Regions from separate parts of the Ovis aries genome. Here regions 2 and 3 are each linked to region 1. The links are chromatin contacts, called in public Hi-C maps. All regions are on one chromosome and are shown on one strand. Each heading gives the region's core, a stretch centred on a gene start, on an enhancer-like site or on the middle of the called end of the contact. The rest is flanking DNA. Distances are from core to core; before and after follow the strand shown. Region 1 has its middle 95 kb from the start of SCOC. Region 2 overlaps MAML3 (mastermind like transcriptional coactivator 3). Region 3 overlaps MAML3 (mastermind like transcriptional coactivator 3).

The links. Hi-C and Micro-C count contacts between places; a contact is called where the count stands out from the background.
Region 2: a contact with region 1 is called in a Hi-C map of liver, with 3 times the contacts expected there. The contact joins two enhancer-like sites. A contact is called at or near these places in 2 of 16 Hi-C or Micro-C datasets (liver and tail adipose tissue).
Region 3: a Hi-C map of hypothalamus shows a contact between it and region 1, with 3 times the contacts expected there. The contact joins two enhancer-like sites. A contact is called at or near these places in 2 of 16 Hi-C or Micro-C datasets (hypothalamus and omental adipose tissue).

The regions. Positions count from the first base shown.
Region 1 is chr17:17,536,168-17,539,034 of ARS-UI_Ramb_v3.0, forward strand. No RefSeq gene overlaps it. Among named protein-coding and RNA genes, the nearest start is that of SCOC, 95 kb to the left of the region's middle. Within about 2 kb of position 1,449, at least 21 of the 54 cell types and tissues checked have an H3K27ac peak or open chromatin away from gene starts, as enhancers often do. A contact at or near this core is called in hypothalamus and liver, where this site is marked.
Region 2 is chr17:17,775,336-17,778,202 of ARS-UI_Ramb_v3.0, forward strand. All of the region lies in intron 1 of MAML3 (mastermind like transcriptional coactivator 3), which reads left to right. Among named protein-coding and RNA genes, the nearest start is that of TRNAC-GCA, 8.2 kb to the right of the region's middle. Within about 2 kb of position 1,491, at least 15 of the 54 cell types and tissues checked have an H3K27ac peak or open chromatin away from gene starts, as enhancers often do. A contact at or near this core is called in liver, where this site is marked.
Region 3 is chr17:17,740,367-17,743,233 of ARS-UI_Ramb_v3.0, forward strand. The region is part of intron 1 of MAML3 (mastermind like transcriptional coactivator 3); the gene reads left to right. Among named protein-coding and RNA genes, the nearest start is that of TRNAC-GCA, 43 kb to the right of the region's middle. Within about 2 kb of position 1,450, at least 31 of the 54 cell types and tissues checked have an H3K27ac peak or open chromatin away from gene starts, as enhancers often do. A contact at or near this core is called in hypothalamus, where this site is marked.

The DNA of each region.
Region 1 (2,867 bases), core at 199-2,698:
GGATTTTTCATGAACCTAAGAAGGAAATCTTAGTCAAGTTCCCAAGGGTAAACCATCTTTGTCAAGAGACCACTGAGAACAATTTCTAAAGATGGAAGACACGCACCTCTGTGTTCCCAGCATCTGGGTTAGCAGTGGGGGTGGAATGGAGGGCTGCTTAAGCCTTGCCTCTCAGAAAAAGCATCTTCTAGTGAATTGTGGATAATTGTATAGGTTTTACATATTAACTTATCACAGCAAAAATAACAAAATTAAGGAATGAAGATAATGTCCATATTGCACCCCTCAACCCCTCCTTCATTCTACAGAGGGAAAGCGGTGAAAAGGGAATAAAAGGGCTGCCGCCAATCAAGGAAGTTTACACTTCAGCCCACCCCGATCAGGCCTAGTTACCACTGGTCTTTGTGCACACAACTCACTGCCTGGGGGGTTGTTCAGCCAGAAAGGACAGGGTGAGAGAGTCAGGGGGTGCTGGGCATCAGGACATTAAATAGCAGATCATACTAGAAACCAGGGCTCAGGATACAAGCTTTCTGGTCCCAAATGCATCTCTAATCACTTTCATGACTTTGGACAAGGCATTCTACCCGCTTCCTGTGTACAACTGAGGAGGTTGGTCTAAGTGTTCTCCAAGGCTCCTAATAGCTCCTTAAAATTAGTGTCGTTTTGGTAAAGTGAGTGTAGGGAGGTTGTGAAATGAAGCATGATTATCCCTGTTGGCTGTAAAAGAAAAGGCCCTTGAAGGCAGTGAGAAAACAATCCACAAGGAATCCTTGTGCTGGGTTAGGCAACTATACAGAAACACAGAATAATGTGTCCTGCATAACACCAGTACATGAGGCCATATAAAACTGGGTTCAGGTAAGAAAGCCCACATCTTAACGCAGAAAACCAGGCTTCTGAACCTGATCAGGCATACAACTAAGCTGTGCCCTAGCTTCCTTACAGTCTCTCTCCGTGATAATGTAGCACCTTGCGCACACAATTAAATGTCAGCCACAGAAAACATTTCCCTTGGCTTTGTTGTTCCAGAAGGGGATTCTTTTGTCCTCAACATAATGGATATGCAGAAACAATGATAGAACAGACTTTTTTTTTTTCCTAAAGCGATGACAAACACACTGCTGCTTCCTCCCTCCCTCCTTTCCTCTTATCCCCACCCCCCAAAATAAATCATTGCTTTTTTAAAAAAAAATCCCATTGTCTATTGTCCACGGAGATTAAGATCTGCCTAGGAACCGCGCTGGCGGGCTCGAAGCTGCCGCGAGCAGCCGGTAGGTGGCGCACGAAGGCAGCGCAGGCGGGAGCTCGGGACCCATCCCGGCGGGGGCGGTGGGGGGCGGTGGGTGCGGGGGAATCTCACCGCCCCCACGCCCGCCCGCCGCCGCCTTCCACCCCCTCCTCACGTGCTAATTGCTGAATACTCTACTGGGACTTGGGTTAAGGGAAAAGAAAGCGGGAATGGGAGGTGGGGGAGGGAGGTGGGGAATCCGGTTCCGAATACACAAAGCCTCCGGGGTCGACGGCCGAGGAGCAGGGCGTCCCCTCCCTTCCCCCAGTCACCCACCACCGTCCGGCCGCACCCGGCGGAGGCTCCGGCCAGACGGGCAGACCGACCACTGGCGGTGGGAGGCGGGTGGTGAGGGGTGGGGATCGCCGGGGGAAAGGGATCGGGGGTGTGATCTGTGTTCAGAGCCCCACGCCCCGGTCCTTGGCGCACGCCTAAGCCTGGATACCTCCCTCTCTAGCTCATCCATCCAGAGCACCCCAGTTGCTGTCCAGCCGAGCATGAGGCTGCCTTCCGACTCGGGCAAGGCCAAGGCCAGGATCGCTGCAGGCCCGGCCCCCAAGCAACAGGGTCGGGTGGGTCCCGGAGGAGCAGGCTCCCATGTGGCTGCCTGAGCACGGCTGGCGCCATCCGCATGCGTCCCTCAGGAGGACTGGCGACCCTGCCCCTCCCTGGTCGCGGGCTGGCACTGTCACCCCGCCCTGAAAGGGCCACGCGGTCATCCACGACCCTCAACCTCTGTCTAGTAGAACATGGTGTTACATGCTTGATGGGCCTAAAGTCAGATGCCTGGGTTGAAATGTGAGCTTTGACACCTGGGGTCTTTTGATCTTGGGGATGTCCCTAAACTCCCCAATCTTCCTTCTCCCCAACTATTAAAAGCGGCAGTAATGCTTACCTTACAATAATGATGTGAGGATTTTTTAAAAGTGATGCTTAACTTAGCAGGAGGCCAGCCTAGAGTAACTTAGTATTAACAACCCGACTCTCCTTGGAGCTGGAGGAAGATGCCCAGTTTGCTGCCCCCTGAGACCCATCTGGCGTCTCTGTCTCCTAGACTGAGGAGAAGCGGGCCAAGAGATGAGCTGAAGAACATCCACAGACTGGTCACTCCCAACAGCAAATGCCATTAGTTTGTCCTTCTTCGGCCCTCTGCCTCTATCCATCTTCCTGCCCCTGATGCTGGGCCGTGGCAGTGTGGGGACCCTGTCCTCTCCTCCCTCTTTCCTGGGTATATGTTCTCTTCTCAGTTGGAAAGGTCTCAGAGAGTGTATAACATGGGCTCTAGGGTCAGACACACTCAGACTGGAAAATTCTGAGCCCACGTCTCCTAGCTGGGACATTGGGTGTGTCATTTAACCTCCCTGATCTTCAGTTTGCAGGTTTATGAAATGGTGGTCATGATTCTTACCTAAGGGTTCCTCTGAAGATTAAAGGAGATAATGTTTCTAAACAGCCAGGTATGTACTATCTGTTCAGTCAGTTTTTAAGTTTACAGTTGAAATTAGGTCAGATTATCTTGCAGATCACTGGAGTTTCTGCAGACAGCCACCAAAGTTGAACCCCCAGAACTACTACC
Region 2 (2,867 bases), core at 241-2,740, 240 kb after region 1:
CCTTGTTTGTTTTGATCTCTATGTAACTGCTTGGGTACTGAAAAAAAATGGAAAGGTGACCCACACCTTTGCTTTCCGTGCATCAAATCTTGTCCAGGAAACCTCGTGTATCTGGCTTGTGTTCCCTGCAATTGCTCCAAGGATGGAATTTTGCCTTGTCATCTGACCCAAGCCTAAACTTAGGGAAAGTAATGAGAGTGAGCCAGTTTTTACAGAAAAGCTGACTCTAGTGAAACATTTCCCCCCCCCAAGTCAGTTTTTTATTTGTATTTGATCTCTTCTGAATGGTGTTTGGCCCTCCTCTTTGCAAGTATTGCAGTTTCGCTGTCCAGCAAGCAGTATCTGGTAGGAGTTTTAATCAAACCCTTTGCCCTTCTTTGTGCTCGAGTAAATATGGTCAGCTTTCTTCATCCCCTCAGAAACGCTCCTACCCACTTCAGCATAGCTGCCCCACACCGGAAACCAAACACACAAACCTAAGCAAAGAGTCCAATGGCAAGGCTTATTTCTTTCCTCTTTATTCTGTGAAATATTTACACACCATTTACTCAATAGAAAACTGAAGCCATTATAAACAAACCCAGAAATAGGTGCTTTATAACCCCTGTGTGCCAGCTAGGTCGCTTCAGTCCTGACCGACTCTTTGTGACTCCGTAGACTGTAGCCCGCCAGGCTCTTCTGTCCATGGGAAACTCCAGACAAGTGTACTGGAGTCGTTGCCATTTCCTCCTCCAGGGGATCTTCCCTAGCCAGGCATCAAACTTGCATCTCTTATGTCTCCTGTGTTAGCAGGTGATTTCTTTACCACTAGCGCCACCATAGCGAGAAGATATAGACAAAAAAACAGCCACGAACAAGATTTCATTGTGCGGTTATTTTATGTGTACCTGGAAATGACGTTTTTAACAGCTCCTGTTTCCTTCTATCCTTTCCGCTGTCTCCAAGTCTTCTCCCCACCCCCACTTAGCAAAAGATAAGGCTCCTGTTTGCATGAGGGCATTTACATAGGCACGTCTTTCCTGGAGAAATACGGCAGCAGCTGAGACAGCACAGGCCTTGTTAATACTTAACACTGAGTAAACAGGGCAGGTAATGGCCACTGTGAATGCTTCCCAATGCGGTACAGCAACACAGTTGACAAAGATCAGGAAGAAAAAAAATGGCACTGCTTTTTTCGCAGGGGGAAGGACTTTCTGATGAGATGTGAAAAAACAAGGGCCTGGCATAGGTCCTGTGTCTTAAGGCCTTTGTCCCTGGGAGCACTGCTGAGCCCTCTCAAAGCTGCTGTTTAAGGATCTGCAGTCTCAGTACTGAGAAAGATGGGAACTTAGCGGTAGACTCTGTAGTACCAGGAAATCCTCTCTTTAAAGTACACAGACCTTTAATATTTCTCCAAGAAAATGAAGCAGTCAGATTAACCTACCTCAGTATTATACTGCAGGCAGCCTTTTATGCCACCTTCACTGGGGACACTCCTAGCTGCCCATTGCACACTGAAGCTGTGTGATGTATCTTTTTGAGGACCTTGAACTATTTGCTGTAAAGGACTTTGGTACTTTCCAAGAGTAACTCATGGGAAACACCTGTTAGATTAGGTCGGGTTTTCTGAAAAGATGCTGAAGGGTCCAGTTTGTGTGCAGTAGAATGATGAAGCTCTAAGATAGTTTCAGGGCATCTCCAGGGAGCTTGCTTATCCTGTTGACCGTCTTCATAAGCAGGAACCGATCATCTGGGTGACCAAGGAGTTGCCCATCTTCTGATGCGAGAGATTTAAGAATCTTTCTGTTCATTCATTCATTCTCATTCTTCCATCACTCTTGGTGATGGCAATAAAACAGTGAACAAAATATCATCCCTGCCTCAAAGAGCTTTAGATCCTTTGGGCAAACAGACAAGTAAAGGGCTAATTACAGTATGGTGAAACAGTTACAAGACACATGAGATACGCTTCATCTAGACTTCTAAGGGATCTGGGAAGATTTCACAAAAGAAGTGTCTTAGAAACCTGTTGATTTAGTAGGAGATAGTTAGTCAAAGGGCTTCCCAGGTGGCACTAGTGGCAAAGAACCCTCCTGTCAATGCAGAAAGTGTAAGAAATTCAGATTCCATCCCTGGGTTAGGAAGATCCCCTGGAGGAAGGCATGGCAATCCACTCTGATATTCTTGCCTGGAAAATCCCATGGACAGGGGAGCCTAGTAGGCAACAGTCCATAGGGTCGTGAAGGGTTTGACATGACTGAAGTGAAACTGTTGAGTGGGGAAGTTTTCAAGACTGAGAACATACACCAGATCCCTGGAAAAGAACATAGGCAATTCGGGGAATTGAAAAATATTTCAGTATGGCTGCAGGGTAGAGTTCAAGGGTAACTTAAAATGAGTCAACAGAAACCACTTGGAACTCAAGTTGATTAAGAAGCTGAGGTTTAAATAACAATTTAGAAGAGGAAAAAAAATCATCCTCCGGTGACTAACTTTTCATATTAACAATTTAAGTTGAGAGGTTAAGATTTCATGTTTCTCTAAGTAATTTTTTATCTTTTAGTTTTTGATCTTTTAAACTTTTTTATTTATTGTCAGTTATGACTACTCTTTGTTTATTACAATCATAAAAGTTGAGAAAACATATAGATGCCGAGCATTAAAGGATTAATTACATTAATTGGTAGCAAGCTAAAACACAGTATGAAAAAAAATTATAAAAAGGCATTCAGGAATGATCCAGTTTTTTCAACCCATTTTTTTTAAAGTTGTTAAGACATGAGTAGGACTTCCCTGGTGGTCCAGTGGTTAAGAATCTGTCTTGTAATGCTGAAGATATGGGTTCGATCCCTGGTTGGGGAACTAAGATCGTACCTGCCACAGAGCAA
Region 3 (2,867 bases), core at 200-2,699, 200 kb after region 1:
ATGTAGTCAAGTGTCAAAGAGGATTCTTAATAAAAGCGATTTCACCTTAGCAGTGATTCTGAATGAGTTGTGGGCTCTTAATCAAACTGCTTTCTCTCCCTCCTGTGTAGAATCACTGCTAAGTGGAGTCAGTTTATACCTGGGAGCTTTTGTAACCCAGGGCTGAGGATCCCTAGACCCTGAGGAGTCCCGAGTTACAGATGCTGAGGTCAGCCCAAGAAGGAGAAGCTGAAAATGTCCTCATTCAGCTACTAGGAGAGAGAAACGTGTTCAGAGGAGCCCGCCCAGTGGAGCAGAATTTGAGAACCTGGTCGGTGATAGGAGATTGTACAGCTGCACCCCGAGCAGTAGGTGTCACTCTAGTCAGTGGCTTTTACTGCTCAGAGCTGAAGGGGTTAATTGGGTCTGGTTTATTTGGGTGGATAGAGGTCCATCTGTGTCCTCTGGGCTGCTTGTCCTTGTCTCTAGGGGCCTGGGTTGACACCAGTGAAAGGCTCCAGTCCATGCTGAAAGGCACCATTTTTCTCTAAGAAGGGACGAAAGACACTCTCCCATCTGTAGTTTCGAGGCTGTTTGATGTGATGGGGTGGGTTGAGTTTACATGGGTAAGGAGGTGAGATAATCCTTCTAAAGTCTGGTGGGGGACCTGGGATGGAGGGGAAGGGAAAATTCTATTAAGAGAAATGAAAGAAGGGACAGCGGAATACATTTCCTTGTTGTTATTGGCCCTGGGCCCTGTTATATCCAGGCAGTGTGAGCTTTCAGAACTTCTATCGGCATCCTTCTCAGAAATTTCCCTTTACCACAAAGGAAGCAAGGCAAAAAAAAAACAAAAAACCAAAACCACCTCTCTCTAGCAGAGATGTACTTCTCTTTTGCCACTTACCACTCCAGAAAGTTAATTCTCAAATGCTAAAATGGAATTTAGGATTTAGAAAGAGCTACTGTTGACTAATTAAAAAAAAATTCCTGGGATTACATAGCCAATTGCTTTTTCAAGTACACCCAATTTTCCTTTTCCTTTTCTAGTAGCACCCTGGTGTGAAAACAAAATAAAACCGAGGAAACCCACTGGACAGTTTTAGGTTCCTCTTATCTCCTTTTTTTTGCCTAGAGAACCCCATCTATCTCCCCACCCACCACCCAGGCAGCACAGTGTCATTTGTCCTTTTAAAAAAATACATGAAGGCTTTCTGTATATGATTTATATCCAGATACTCATTAAAAATAACTCCTGTCCAGTCTCCGCTCTCCCCGCCCCGTGCCTGCCGGTTGGTTGTAGTTAACACCCTGATTAAGCCTTGCTCCTAATGGTGCAATATGTTAAGCTCAGACTGCTCTCTTTCTCTCCACCCCCTCCCCCCTTTTCTGTCTCCCTCTGAGCTAGTGGCTTGTTTTAAACCATCCGCACGCTCGCAGGAGCCAGGTGGCGTTGCTTCCTGCCTCCCCTGCTCGCTGTTGCTAAGTGAGAGGCACCAGATCACACGTAAAGCTGAACCAATAGCATCCTGACCCCCATAGGCTGGTAAAAGCCGAAGAAAAGAGACTCCCACCGTGTTGTCGGTGGCCGGCGGGTCCTCCTCCCCCTCCCACTCCCCTCCCACCTTTTCTTTTCCAACAGGAAGGGGAGGCGGTGAGGGAGACGAGCCGGCAGGAGGAAGAGGGAAGAAAGAGGATGGGGGAGGTGAAGCCTCCTATGCCTCGCTGTACTTGAGATAAATGCCATTTTTTCTTTGTGAAGAAAAGGAACGGGCGCTTCTCTTGAGCAATCACAGACGGGCAGTTATGCGGCTTTCTGCCCCCAAACTGCCTGTGTTGTCAAAGCTCAAACTCTGAATAAGACGTCCGTTCCTCCTCTGTCTCTCCCCCTCTCTTCATCACGGTGAATCTTTTAATCCCGACAGTTTTGCAGATCTCTGTTCATTCTTCCTCTTCACCTCTCCATTTCCTTTCTGTCTCCCAGGATTCTCCCAGTCCAGAATGCCTTTCCCTCAATGTACAAGTGAGCAGAGGATATTTTATCAGATCGTCCTAGGGAACAAGCAAGAGAGGAGGAATATTTATAAAGGCAATTAAAAACAAAATCCGCACCCCCCCCCCTTTAGAATGTCATCGTCTTTGGCAGGGTCTGTACAAGCACAAAGTGAAATGAAAGGCTGCTCTTAACTGGATAACTGCCAGTGGAGACACCCAGAGGTATAGTTGCCAGTATAGAGAGGAAATGACCTTTCTCCTATAATTACCTAGATATTTTGGGTAGCGTCAGACCCAAGTTACCTGGGTAATTATGGCTTTGTAGATCTGACCTCAGAACAAAACAGATTCCAGTGAAGTTCTCGTAGAAATTTTTGCTCTCTTTGGTGATAAGAATGGCATAGGCATCCATTGCTTTTGCAACCAGGTGAAGTCCAGATATAGGGGGGACTTCCTTTGGTTCTTTTGTCTGATAGGTTCTAATTTCTCCCGACCTTTTGGAGGTGGCTTATTATTTGGGCGCTCATGTGCCTTTGGAAAAAATAACCTGTGTTTATTTCTCAGTAAAGAAGAGTGTTGTGGTTTCCTGTAAGCTATTCTTGGATCTGCTTGTGTTTTGGGGGGATATCAAAAGGACGATACTCGCGGTTAAAACTGCCCATTTCCCTCAAGAAATGGTCCTTCCATACTTGAAATACTTTCTGGGCCAGAAATCCAGTCTCCTTATTCAGTATCATACAGAAAAGTGATCATTATCCTCCCACTCCACCTGCTTTTTCCAGCCCTTCTACTAATTTTTGTCTTTGTGTCTTTTTTTTCCTTTGAAACAATGCTAAAATGGTTTCATAAAGGGCAGCATGGGAGATCAGATTAACTGAAAGGGAATTATCAGT